Regions from separate parts of the Zea mays genome. Here region 1 is linked to region 2. The links are chromatin contacts, called in public Hi-C maps. All regions are on one chromosome and are shown on one strand. The core of a region is the stretch at or near the end of the contact, and the rest is flanking DNA. Distances in the headings are between cores, read along the strand shown. Region 1 holds the start of LOC100285621 (WRKY39v2 - superfamily of TFs having WRKY and zinc finger domains). Region 2 holds the start of LOC100278051.

Evidence for each region. A called contact is a pair of places that touch in the nucleus more often than the background predicts.
Region 1: a contact with region 2 is called in a Hi-C map of ear, with 2.6 times the contacts expected there. The contact joins the promoter of LOC100285621 here to the promoter of LOC100278051 in region 2. A contact is called at or near these places in 2 of 25 Hi-C or Micro-C datasets (ear and endosperm).

What each region holds. Positions count from the first base shown.
Region 1 is chr5:141,088,964-141,095,919 of Zm-B73-REFERENCE-NAM-5.0, forward strand. It overlaps LOC100285621 (WRKY39v2 - superfamily of TFs having WRKY and zinc finger domains), which reads right to left and starts at 3,915. Exons shown (of 3, transcript NM_001158512.2): 1 at 3,297-3,915; 2 at 3,053-3,166; 3 at 2,003-2,951. The coding sequence starts at 3,775. The coding sequence ends at 2,393.
Region 2 is chr5:140,679,214-140,686,316 of Zm-B73-REFERENCE-NAM-5.0, forward strand. LOC100278051 reads right to left here and starts at 4,746. Exons shown (of 6, transcript NM_001354131.1): 1 at 4,339-4,746; 2 at 935-1,264. The coding sequence starts at 4,507.

The DNA of each region.
Region 1 (6,956 bases), core at 2,665-5,164, 410 kb after region 2:
ATATATTTTTGAACCAAAGTAAATATGACAACATTATTGCTGCTTGTTAAATTTGATTTTTTTCTAAAGTTGAACCTTCTTTGGATTTTGTAACTTTTTTTGAAAAAAAACATTTTTAAGTAATTTAAAATTAGCTAAAATGGTTTGGGTTGTATTGAGATTTTGTAGTCGGTTTTTCACCGAATAAATTGATGTGGAAGGCATAAATGTAAGAAAAAATATTAAGTTAAATTAAGTTATAGTTTTTTATAAAATCATTTTTATGTTCAAATTATTAACAACATAATTAAACTTTGATTTTCAAGAAATATTTAATAATTGTTTTTTGTTATTTTTACTTATTCCCATTCTAAAATTGAATTTTGGATATATAACATATTTTAAAAGATCCTCCCGCTAATTTTCTCTACCAAGTATTTTCTTAAACAAGAAGCAATGTTACGCTTTTAAAAAATGATTCTTAACAGTGATAAGAAAGAGCTGAAATGATATAATACAAATCTTAGTAACTATAATTTTGTAGTGACTAAGGCGTGTGTTGAGCACATTTATGGTATATAGTACAAAACAATGAAAACCTAAGAAGTTGATTAGCAAGCAAACTTAAATAGTGGGAGCAAATGGCAGAATTAATTAAATTATTAAACATTTCTTTTCAAAAACACAAATTATAGATCAAAGATTCAAAAATATTGTTGATCCGAGCACATTAAGGCCCGTTCGGTCTGGCCCAAAACGTCCTGGAACACGGCTCATTCCATATGGAATTATTTGGTCTAGATTAAAACTGGACCAACCCGAAATTCGTGAACAAAACCAGGCCATTCTAGGTCTTTTCACCCCTCTTCAGCTCGGACTGGAGCCACATCTACAAGCAGTTGGAATCAAAAACCAGGTTTTAGTAAACCGTCAGAATCCACTCCATCTTGGCGTGGAACTGGTCCTGACCTGGAACTAGTCCTAGAGTTTGGGCTGTCGAATAGCCTCTAATGACTTGTTTGGTTGCATAGGGATTGGAGGGGATTAGAGGATTAAGGGGGTGTTTGAGATGGCTCCAGGTTTTAGCTTCAGTGTGGAGTTGTAGTTTATAATATCAATTTAATTAGTTTTTAAAATATTTTAATCTAAATAATAAACAAATTACTTATCTAAATGTCTTTTAAAGGCTTACAACTCTAACTCTGACGATTTTCTAGAGCATCTAATGACCTGCTTCACCAAATTTCTTGGAGCTGGAGCTATCCCAAACAGGGTCTAAATCTCCTTCTATTTCGGTTATAAATAGGAAAGAATTTAATTCCCTCCAATCACTCTCAATTCACCACTACAGAACAAGTCCTAAAGGTAGAAGTGGTAATGGACTCTAGATTTTACACTATAAAATTTAAGGATTAAATCGGATTACAATCGATCTCTATTCCTATTTATTTTAAACTAAAATTAATTAAAAAGTCTAACTTCATATAAAAAAATATTTGGATTATCATCCATTACCCATATGTGTTTCACACAGGCTGCAAACGATTTTAAAGTCATCTCGGTTCGCATTGTCAATCATTATAAGATTCTAGAGTGTAGGTTGTGGTAGTGTGTGACACTGTATGGAGTAGGTTTTCATGTGGCCTGTTGGTGGTCCTAAACAATCCCTCTCCAACTTTTCCTTGACCTCCCTCCAAAGCCCCCCCATGGAATCCATGGGAACACAGCACCCCCTCTGTCCTCCCCTCAAAAAAGTCAGAGGAGATACAAACAAAACCAAGAGAAAAATAACGCTAAACCCCTTGACCTTTTCCGGTCCTCCATTCCTGCTGCAGAAAGCAGCCAAAGCACCGAGCACCATCCACACACACCACACCACAAACGAACAGATCCATCCAACAACACAGCGGCATGGAACCATCATCTCTTCAAGCCTACACAAGAAGAAGCTACATGCAGGAAGAGAAGTTGTTGAGGAGGGAAAGGAAGAAGCAAGAAGAGCCACCCAAGCACACCATCCACTAATCTTCTTTAACTGTTTTTTCACTCCTTTTGTTGGTTCATCATCTACCACTTTCTATACACAAATGCAAAAAAACAGGCACCTAACAAAAGAGATACAAAGTCACAACCATACCTAAAAAAAGAGCAGAAAAAGAACAAAATGCAAAGATGTTGTTCTGAGCGGTGAGGAAGGAAGAACTGCTTTGAGGGTTGATGGATCAAGCTCTGTACTGGTCAGGACTGACTACCGATGCTAGGACTAATACTAGTATCATGATGTCGATGCTACTGATGGATGCATTACAATGGCAGATCAGATGATTTCTTCTACTCTCTTCGCTTCCCTTGATTTTGTTTCATCTACAAAGACGGACGGACGGCACATCATTGTCTCTATCTGTTGGAGAAGTCAGCTCCTGGCGCCGGCTGCCCCTGTGGCTGGCTCGCCGGCGCTGCTGGTGGCCGTCAGCCAAGGGGAGTTTAGGAAGGGCTCGTCGACGACGTCGAAGAGCGAGGGCATGGGCTCCAGTGGTGCCCCGGCGTCAGCTTCGGCGTCGGCGTCGATGTTGAGGAACAAGAGCTCGTCCTCGCCGACCATCTCCATGTCCTCCACCAGCAGCTCGTCGTCGTCGTCGTCCATCTCCTCCTCCTCCATCGACGGCGTGCGCAGCGGCGTCGTGGGCGAGAGCCCCGCGGTCGACGTGGACGCCGGGCTCGGGCTCGGCTGCTGATGCTGCGCGTCGCCGGCACCGGCGCCGCCCACCACCACGGACGGCGGAGGCGGCGGAGGCGCCGCCGAGGAGGGGAACTTGTTTCGGGTGGTGCCGGCGAGCGAGTTGCGGTGGGTCGGCGCCGCGTGGTTGTGCTCGCCGGTGTAGGTGAGGATGAAGGTGTTGGGGTCCGCGCGGCTGCGCTCGACCTGCTTCCGCGCCGCACACCCCTTGGAGCTGCTGCACCGGTAGTATCCCCTGTTCAAGAAATTGAGCAGCAGGCGGTGAGATCGGTTTGCCCCGACGCGACGCCGGCAAGAAGCTGTGAGAGAAACAAGGGATTGTTCTGGCTGACCGACCTTGGGTAGGGGGAGCCCTTGATGGGCTTCTGGCCGTACTTGCGCCACGCCCACATGTCCGACGACGAGCCGTCCGCCGGAACGTGGCAGACCACCTTCTTCACCTGGTTCTTCCTGGAGTGCGCGGCGGAAACAGCGTTAGCACTTAGCAGTATGCATATACCCGAGCTTTCAGCCTCCTCAAGAAACAGTTCAAAGAACCGCTGGCGTGTGGAGAGTGGAGGCACTCAGCAGAGAAGAGTACCTTCTCTTGGATCTTGGCACGGCACCGGGCACCTGCCGCCCGCTCGGCTGCGCTCTGGCGGCCGGAGCGGGGCGCACCTGGGGTAGCGGCACGTCCACGGCTGTAACAGTCGACTGTCGATGCTCTCCTGCTGCCGGGGGAAGCGTTGGCGTTGGCGTTGGCGTTGTCGTTGGCAGAGGCTGAGGCAGGGAAGGCTGGACTGCTAACATGGCCCTCATGAGCTCGTCGCCGTCTTGCCCGCCGCCAGCACCGAGGTTAGGAAAGCGCCACCCGGCGTATGGCTCTGGCTCTGGTCCTTTAGCCAGCGCTGGCACCACGGGCTTCTCCTTCTGCGGCGGCGACGGCGACGGCGACGGCAGGGTCGGAGGGAGAAGCGAAGCAAACGGGTCGGGCTGCCGTGGCGGGGAGAGGCGGCGGCGGCAGCCCAGGCGGACGACGGCGTCCAGATCCCAGTTGTTGAAGCAGCGCTCCTCCTCCATTGCGCAGCGGCAGCAAACGACGACGACGTGGAGTGGTTGAGTTCTTGGAAATGGAGGAAAGTGGCGGAGGAGATAAGGGGGAGGCGCTGACTTTTGCTAGTTTATTGATTGTTTGGGAAGAGTGAGAAGACTATGAGAAGAGTAAAAGGAGAGAGAGAGAGTGTGTGGTGGGCAAAGGCATTGGATCCTGTCCTAAAAAGGGGTGAGGGCTACTGGTCTATGCTGTGGGTTTTTTCTTTTCTTTCTGGTTTCTTTTTCTTTTCTTGGGCCTTGGAGTTTTATAGAGACGCAGCCGCGCAGGCAGAGTCGGGCAGGCAGCCCCACTTGACTTTCTGAGATGTCAAAGGGTGAGAAAATTCAAAGAGGATGAGAGAGAGAAAAGGAGGCTGATAAATGAAATCTACTAAGCAGAGGTTCTGAGGAGATTTTTCTTGATCGAAATCTCTGAACATACGGATGTATAATCGGTTCTAACAAGATAATACACATATTTTTTTCAATCTTTTGGCTATGAGTTGTATCATGAGGATAGATTGTATTGAAATTTTGATTAATTATTAGCATCTAAATGGATTGTATCGATACTATTTTGACTCTGATTACATATTGTACAAAATCTCACTTTGTGTGTTGACGCGTCACGCGTGATAGGATATATGATATACATGCGTATCTTTCTGAACATGGTTGGTAAATCAGCATGGAATTTATTCAAATTTCTATTACTGCTTCAAACCAAATATGAGTTACTTAATGAGGTCCACACTTATAATTGTCTCTAGCAAGGTATATACACTCCCGATTTGCAAATTTTTAGCTGTAAATTTAATGGTAAAAGTCTGCCATGTATTGAAGCTTCCATTATCGGTTGACATTCGAATATAATATGCAACGTTTTAGCTATGACTTCTATACATGAGGATGTTGTGCCTTGAAATTTTCATTAATTATTGACGTATTTGGTCACGGGTTTATGAAATCCAATACACTATATAATCTTTTTTTGTTCCATGGATAGGATATATGAACGTATCCTTATAGATATGATCGATAAATTCTTCCATAATTTATTTAACTTTTATTAGCATTTACCACCAAAATATATTGGATTCGGTAAGACTCATATTTATAACGAGATCTAACATGATATCAGTATTTCAATTTGCAATAATCTAGCTATTATTTTAATAGCAAAAGGATGGCATGTATTGAAATTTTCGCTGTTGTTTTTTGACTTCAAATAGATATAATATGCAATCTTTTAGCTATAATTCGTACAAGAGGACGCCATCTCTTGATTTTTTTAGTACTTATTGATGTTTGAGATATCTTATCTACATTATACATTCCTGGTTTTACAAAATACAATGTATTGTATGAAAACTATTAGCCTATGGATGCATGGATCAGATATAAATACAAATATTTTTAGTAATAGTCGGATATACCATGGTGGAATACATTTTAATTCGTGGTACTATCTAATGTCAAAACATGTCTTGTTTCATGACATCTTGACACGGTTTCATGCATGGTTTCCTCTGTTGTTGTGTTCCTCCACGTTTAAATAGTAACAAAACTAAAATTATGTATAAATAGGATTTAAAACTATGTTTGTTGGCTCCATACTTACAATTACACCCAAGTAGCCAACAAAACGTACATGTTTTTATATTTTACGGTCCATACTTGTAAATGGAAACCGCACCACCAACGTACGAGCACATTGCTAGTACTTTATATTTTAGACTCTCTCAGTAGGACCAATGCAGAAGGGGAAAAGACAAAAGTACCCTTAAAAAATAGAGATACAAATATATTAAAAAGAAAAGGTATATTGAGGTAAGAAAAATGTGTATTAGAAAGTAAGAATGACAATTATTTTTGGATACGTTCATATATCCTAGAGCATTACAAAGTAAGAAAAATGTGTATTAGAAAGTCAAACCATAGTGCATCATGGAGCGGCTGGTGCGTCTCGTTTCCCCCTCTTAGCTTAGCATTTTTTGTGCAAGTCAAACCACATTTGTATCGAGCAGTCGAGTAGCTCTCTCTCATCGGCATGTATGAACCAGAGCAACTGAACACACAACAGAGACGAATTCCAAAGTCAAAATCAAAATCAAAACATATACTTATCCAGCAGTTCAGTGCATGTCTTTAGACCAACTCGTGGCTCGCCACGACCACGAGCAAACCTATGGCATCGCAGCCGACTGGCTGCACGAATCTTGACGATCGATGATGGGTCAGGATTCAGGAGACCCCCCTCCGGCTGCAGTAAATGTGGCTCCGTACTTGCGGGCGGGCCTTTGACTATTATGCAACAACACGTGGTCTCCGTACAATGGGGCCCGGTTTTCAGCGACTCGGTGACGACCTGGGGCGGACGTGGGGGGCGACGACCGCGGGCACAGGAGGCACGAGGGCGTTGCAGAAGTCACACCCTTTGACTGGTTCCTCCGGCTCCATACCCCCGCGGGCCGCGCTACGCACTTGGGCCTTGGCGACCGTCGCGTGCACGCGTCGAAGAGGAGGGAAGGACCACGGCTTTTCACGCGGCGCGTAGCGCTGTCACGCGGCGCGCACTGACAGCTGGGGCCTCCATGTCGGCTCGGCTGGTGTCAGCCTGACGCCACGCGGGGCTTCGTGAGACGGCCCGGTACGGTACGAAAACTTGCTGGCTCCATTGGATTATTATTTTTTGGTCATGTTTAGCCGCGTGCCCGATAGCGTCTGGGTTTTAGGCTTGTTAAATTCGTTTCACGATAGTGCGATATATTTTCGAAATTCTAAATGTCCAACTATGCTATATGTCCACGTTTGTTTTATGTGCAAGTTAGTTATTTATTAACAAATATACATGTGCGTCGCAACCAAATTTACATCTTACGTCGTCGTCTATTTCTTAATCAGACTTCGTATCATGGTTGGACTGGATGTAAGTACACCAGATCCAGGTTTGAAGAAGTCCCAGCTGGATTTGTTCGGCTGTGGATCAGTCCCAGCTGGATTCAATCCGGTTTCTCTTTAAAAAATACTAGATCAGGGGGCGTCCTTTCGGACGCCCTATCCAATACAAAGGAAACAAAACAGAAAGTGGTAAGGATTTGATAGTAGTGCTTGAAAGCTTGAGTGCAAAACAGATAGAGGAATAAAGCAGTAATTAAAGTTGCAGTTG
Region 2 (7,103 bases), core at 3,496-5,995:
GCATGTGCATTAAAACGAGAACAAATGAACACTAGACTATATCAAATCACATCTGTACAAAATTTACAGGAGGCAAGTATTATTTATTGTCAGAATATCAAACCAAACAGCAGCATGTGCATTGAAGCGAGAACAAATGCTTGACTATATCAAATCAAATGTGTACAAAAATAAATTTAAAGTATGGCAAGTAGTAATTAGTACTGCAGGTCTAGTTAATGAGAGGCTATTAATTTTATACAAGAAAAATGGCCAGTACGTACTAAGTAGCAGGAAGAACAGGCACATTTTTTCTTCATTTTTGCTCATACAATCTGCATCCTGATTTCTAGACTTACTACAATTAGAAAGGTAAAATCCATTTCCTAATGAGGTTCCCTCAGACTCCTGGCCCAGCGAGGGGATTTTTTAACCAATCCGGGGTAAGAGATAAAAGGACCAGAGAACCCTCTGCAAGCAAAATAACCAAGCTATTCCATTCTATCTACGCACTTCCACTTACAAAATTTAGTACTAGTATTTATTTGATAGTTTGTCACTTGTTACATTTACAAGATAACATCATCCTTGCAAATCTCCCTGGCAAACATAGTTCCATTGCTGCCGACTGAATATGTCCCACACAAACTTAGCTTCCATTCCAGCTTTGGATGTTTGCCTTGTAATTGTATGAACCAAAGCAGAGTGTAGCTTACTCTACCTTATGGAATGGAAATCAGCAAATAATTTAAGGTTATCTATGTAAATAAATTGAATAAAAGCAAGGCCCAAGGAGGAGAGATGAAGCAGCGAGGAATTTAGTGCACTCAAGAAATAATGTTGAATCAAAACAAGATAACATGGCGATAAAAGTAGTTTGTCCTAACATGGGCAATAAAAAGGAACTGCATCAAATTGTACAATTGCAAATGAATAAAGAAAGTTTATAACTTACCAGATGTTGCACATGGTGCCAAATCAGGCACATTCTTCTGTGATATGAATTCATGTCCCTTAATCTCAGCATCTCTACCAGTTTGTACTGGCTCAAGCTTTAGCCTTTTTGAATAAGGTGGAGCATCCAACAACTTTATGGTCTTTTTTGTGACCATCTTACTATCTTGCTTATGCAAGGATTGAACCATATCATTCGCAACATAATCCCGTTTACCATTTTCGGACTTCAAACCAAAACCAAGAGATTTCTGTATAGAGACTTCCAAAGGCGTCCTTTTACTTCTATAAGACGGAAAGCCTTCTGCATTCTGGTTGTGCTGCTTCACATCTGCACATGTGTTTTTAACATACAAATCAGTAGTGTAGTTTAAACAAACAGTATACATAAATAAAACATTCAGTGAGATAATAGAAATAGCCAGAATACTCCAAACAATGTGACAGAAAATTTTGTAAGAACCCATATAATCATATTCTTCACTTTAACTTTAAATGAATGATTGATATGAAGATATTTTCTAAGGGTATGAACAAGACTCATGGATGAATGGGCCAAAAAAAAGAACAATTCAACATACAAGCAAGCCCAAAGGAGGATGAAGTTATATATGCTCTCAGAGAAAATTTCTGCGTTCAATGGTAATTAACTCATCACATTATCAGCCATGAGAAAACCCTCTAAAGAAAGTTCATGAATAAATTCATGATAGCCTACTATTAAAATTGTGGTTATTAAGGTGTCACCTAGGCGATACACTGAAAATCCGGGCGTTCCCATCGCCATGACCAAAAGTCAGCGGAAGAAAGGGAGGGAGCAAGAACAGAGGAAGAACAGGAGGGTAGAGACCAAGCAAGGCCAAGAACCTGCAGCTGCTGCCATCCCCGCTCTCCAGTGCCAGTGGGCAACTGGGCGGTGCAGCACTTGCTGCAGTCAACTGTGGCACAGCCGGTCTGGAAGGAGACCGCAGCAATAGTCGATTCGAGGGCATATAGCAGTGAAGAAAAAGCAGGAGGGAGAAGTTTTGGGTGGTGGCCATGCATCTGGATAATGGGAGAAGCAAGGTGCGCCAAGGGAGAGAGCATTCACACAAGAGACAGAGGACGAGCAGTGGCGCTGGGAATCTGGGTCCCCATTAAATGTATCCATGTAGGTTACCCAGGGGAGGGTACATGGGCTGGCTGATGGGCTGGGCCAGCTCCTTCTTACTCCTCCCTTCTCCTTTTTTCTTTTTTCCCTTTTTCCTCAGCCACATGTTAGAATTTGTATGGCACTATGGCGTAGCCTTTCCTCGCCTTATCACCGCCTAGGCATCACATAGACATTTGCTAAGTGTTTGGTTCGCCGAAATGTAATGTAAATGGATTACACGAGGTAATGGATACCGATACTTATGTTTGGTTGAGTTCTTTCTAGTAATACTAGGTACTAATATCCAATCCAATTATAACTAGTGACCATTACCGCCGGTAAGGGATCCCATTACCATTCCCTTAACAATATATGAACCAAACATCACCTTGGAAGAAGCTGGCTCGCTACAACTCAGCCATAGCACCTTAAGAACCATGATTAAAATTCCTCTAAAGTAAAACACATTACTCCATAGAAAAACTAGAAAAGATGAATTTATATAAGGTTTTAAAAGAAGAGAGAACAAAGACCACAACACAACAGCTGCATTCTGAAACTTTCCATTACAAAATTGTATTAGATGTATAGAAAAATGAGGAGACAAAATAGATAGTAAAACACCCATTAAAAAGTTAAGTTCCACCTATCTCCCCAGTCTATGGCAAATGAAAATACATGAAAGGAATGCAAGTGCGAAGTACATACAGCAGTAAATAAAACCATGCATGTAAATATCACAATTAGCAAGGGTAACCAGTGTTTGTGCGTTTGTGTCCAAGTTTGATGAACACCCCTAAGGCTCTGTAAGGGAGTGGTCCTTCTTTGATTCTCTGATAAATGACGGAACAGCTCTCTTGCATGTCCCCAAAAATATAAAAAATAAAAAATTAAAGAGGAAAATAGAATTGATCTTAACAGAAAACACACATTATTCACAAAGAAACACAAATAGACAAAAAAAATGAACAAAACTTCATTGCTGGAAATCCAATATGCAACCAAGTAAAATGCAGTCTGCATAACATACAACCAGAATCGGGGTGCAAGCCAACTATAGTGCAGTGTTTGGTTTCATGTTCAAATAAGGAAAGGTTACTGCATGAGTTTCGTCTGAGAACAATTATTCAATTTCAATTGCAAGGAGCTCCAAGGAATTGGCTCCAATGTACATGCAGCAGAGCGATCGAACAAAATAATAGCTTGTCCCGAAAGGAACCTGCTCAGCACAAAGCAGTAGCCAGCTTTTTGGATGGTTGAATTGTTGCAAATTCTGCCCAGTTTTCCCAATAACAACACTCGCAAACAATCATGAACAGATTCGAGGATCACAACATAAATATTTGAGGATTTCTTGACAGGAAATGGGAATATCAAAGAAGCACCAAGTCAAGCAACATAAGTAAACGGGCATAAAATATAGCATATGCACTTCTATTGTAAATAAAACCACCAATACAGTACGAGAAGACAACGACAAAGATGATGGGCATGGTACACAAAAGAAAAGGTTTCATGAAATCAAACAAAGCAAGAAGGCTTTGAAGGAAGGGGACATGTGCAACAGCAAAAGTAGAAGACCAGTTTTGAAATGAACTGATCAACTGAACCATGTAAATGCCACCACGACAACTAGAAAAGACAACTATAGTCTACCAGATAACAAGGGCACTAGACAACCAATTCCAAGCACCTCAAGATCACATAAAAAGGACTATGTACACAGCCACCAGCATTTACAAGCTGCCAAGAAAAAAGAGAATAATATGTAATCTATTGCAGACAAGCGCATATAACCAACACAGACCACAAGCAATAGATCAGCCAATACACGAAAAAAACATCAAAGCTGCAGGCATCATGGTGGAAAGAGATCACTAATCTGCTAAGTAAGTAATCGAACTGGCTTCCCCTTCCTGTACCATATAATTCATTAACATACATCTCTGAACGGCAGCCACAAACTCATCTTCCTCCAAGCAAACATGACCAATTAGCAACAAAACAATCCAGACACAAAATGGAAGCGCAGTCCTCCCTCTCCACCTCCACCACAGAAATGGAAATTACTTGCCACCTGCTAAATAACTATAGCACCCCCATTAATAACAGCAGCAGATGCAGCGGAGTTACATAATACAAGCAGGCAGACGAGGAGTGAAATTAACTCCCCCACCAAAAATTCAAATCACACCCAACCCTTCCACCGTGACGACAACAACACGGCCCCCAGCCAAACATACGACAAGGGAAAGGAAGAAGAGGGGCAATACCACCACCGTGACGCTGATCCGCGTCGGCGCAGCTCCTGAGCACCTCCCCGCTCCCACCTCCGGGGCCACCACCGACGACGGCCCCATCCACCCCCTCCACAGCAGCTGCCGGCGCCAGGATCTTCCCGAACTCCACCTTGGCTGGTAACGGCAGCTCCACCGCATCCATCCACCCGGCCCCGCAAGGCCCAGGACCACCGAAATCGCACCCCCACCTCACCTCCAAAACCGGCTCAAATCAGCGCCGTTCCTGGTCGCGCGGGCGGAGAATCGGGCCACGGGGAGGAGCGGGGCCTCCGATTCGCGCGAGATCTGGTGGGATCGGCCCGTGGCGCGGGCGGCGGCGGCGCGGCGGGGGCAGGAGAGGGGGGACATCTAGGGCTTGTGAGCGGCGGAGGTGGGTGGGTGTGACGGAGGAAAGGGAAAGGGGAGGGAGCGCGGAGGTATATATAGTTTTCGGGAAAATACAAGGCCGAAGTGGGGGCAACGGCCGCCTCACGCACTCGCTGCGAGCCTGTGACCCGGGGCAGCTCAGTGCCGTGTGGTTTTCTGGGATTTCAATCCATTTCCTCTATTTTCTTCGGCTTCTTTACTACTCCGTTTTATATAGTAGTGTCGGAAATTTCTGGTTGAGGGTTCTGGAAGAACCAATCCTGGATATCCGCTGAGATAAGAATTGTTTTGCTTGTGTTCACAGAGTGCTCGAGATATTTTTTTCCTTTTCGACTCCCAGTCAACTTTAGACAACGGAGTGGAATGTTGCACATGGGACTAGATCACCATAATTAATTGCAAAATGATAGATTCTTTGCTCTTCAATAGCAATACAAAAAATATATATATGAGTAAGACGATATAAATAATTACAAAGAGTTCTTCTAAAATACGTAGAGACAAATGTGATATTATGGTTAAAAGAAGGAACTTAATTAGTCCTGTTTCGTCCGCTCGGAAAACCCGAAAACGGTACAGACACCAGAAGAGTACGTGCCGGAACGGTTCAGTCCTTATTTTCGGAATCTAGGACATCTAAGCCCAAAGATGACAAACCACACTCTCAAATGGGCACACGGCCACAAACCCACACACACCGGAGCCCAACAGGAGCCTAAATCCTACCGGCTACCGTCTACGGCCTATCTGTCGAAGTGATGAACTGAAGATTGGGAAACCCTAAGTCCCTAAATGAGGGCCTGTTTAGTTCTATATCTAAGTTACCAAAAAATTGTCACACATTTTTATGTCATATTTGTCTAAGGTGTCTAAGGTTAGACGCTTAAATTATGTGCCACACTTTACTAAGTCTAAGGAAATCTTGTTACACTTTTATAAGTCATTGACGAGTTGGATCTACATAGCTGGAGAAAAATCTATTCATAATTGTGCTCTAAACCAAATATATATCTAACTTGGTCAAACTTGTCTAATCTTAAATGTGGTAAATTGTGGCAAGTGAAGCAATAAACCAAACATCCATGAGTGACACAGATTGCCACGCCATGGTCATATACGTATGCAGCGTGTTTTCAAACTAAGAGAGCAGAACGAAGGAGAGATTAAAGCCTCTAATAACTAGTCGTCGTTATCTAGAGTTTCTTTTCGTTTATGTTTTGGTGTGTGTATCTTTTTCCACATTTTTGTTTTAGTTTTGGCGTTGGTTTCGTTCTGACTTTGTTCATTTTGGTCATTTTTTCTTGGTTAGTTGGAGTATTGGAGCCATGGAGCGTGCATTGCCTGAGACATGAGATATAAGTTTAATGGTTGATATCTTGATACGATATTACATAATCCGGCTAACGTTTTCAGTTACCGTCTATTTTCATTGTGTATCTGTTCGTTGTAATCCGTTCATGTAATCATATATCCCGCTACCGTTTCCGGCCATCCTGCTCCAACTCCTGTTTTCGATAAAAAAAACCGGCCATCTTGCTCCAGCTCCTGTTTTTGATAAAAAAAAATACAGGAACTTGAATGGGAGAGGGTTTTTCCGACTATTTTTGTCTGTTTTCATACCTAGAAGCGACTTGTTAATTTTCCCCCTTCCCGTGTCTCTCAAATTCACTTGTAATATTGCTCTTAATATATTCTATATCTTTACAAAGCAATCAAGTGAAAAGGACTTGCTTTCTTCTTCTTATCTCTACTCAAACTTGGTTAGTCGCCTAGAGGGGGGTGAATAGGGCGAAACTGAAATTTACAAATATAAACACAACTACAAGCCGGGTTAGCATTAGAAATAAAAACGAGTCCGCGAGAGAGGATGCAAAACAAATCTCAAGCAAATAAGGAGTGTGACACAAGGATTTGTTTTACCGAGGTTCGGTTCTCGCAAACCTACTCCCCGTTGAGGTGGTCACAAAGACCGGGTCTCTTTCAACCCTTTCCCTCTCTCAAACGGTCCCTTCGACCGAGTGAGCTTCTCTTCTCAAATCAAAAACCGGGAACAAAACTTCCCCGCAAGGGCCACCACACAATTGGTGCCTCTTGCCTTGATTACAATGGAGTTTTGATCACAAGAACAAGTGAGAAAGAAAAGAAGCAATCCAAGCGCAAGAGCTCAAAAGAACACGGCAAATCTCTCTCGCTAGTTACTAGAGCCTTGTGTGGAATTGGAGAGGATTTGATCTCTTTGTGTGTCTAGAATTGAATGCCTAGCTCTTGTAAGTGGTTGAGAAGTGGAAAACTTGGATACCATGAATGGTGGGTGGTTGGGGGTATTTATAGCCCCAACCACCAAACTAGCCGTTTGGTGGGGCTGACTGTCG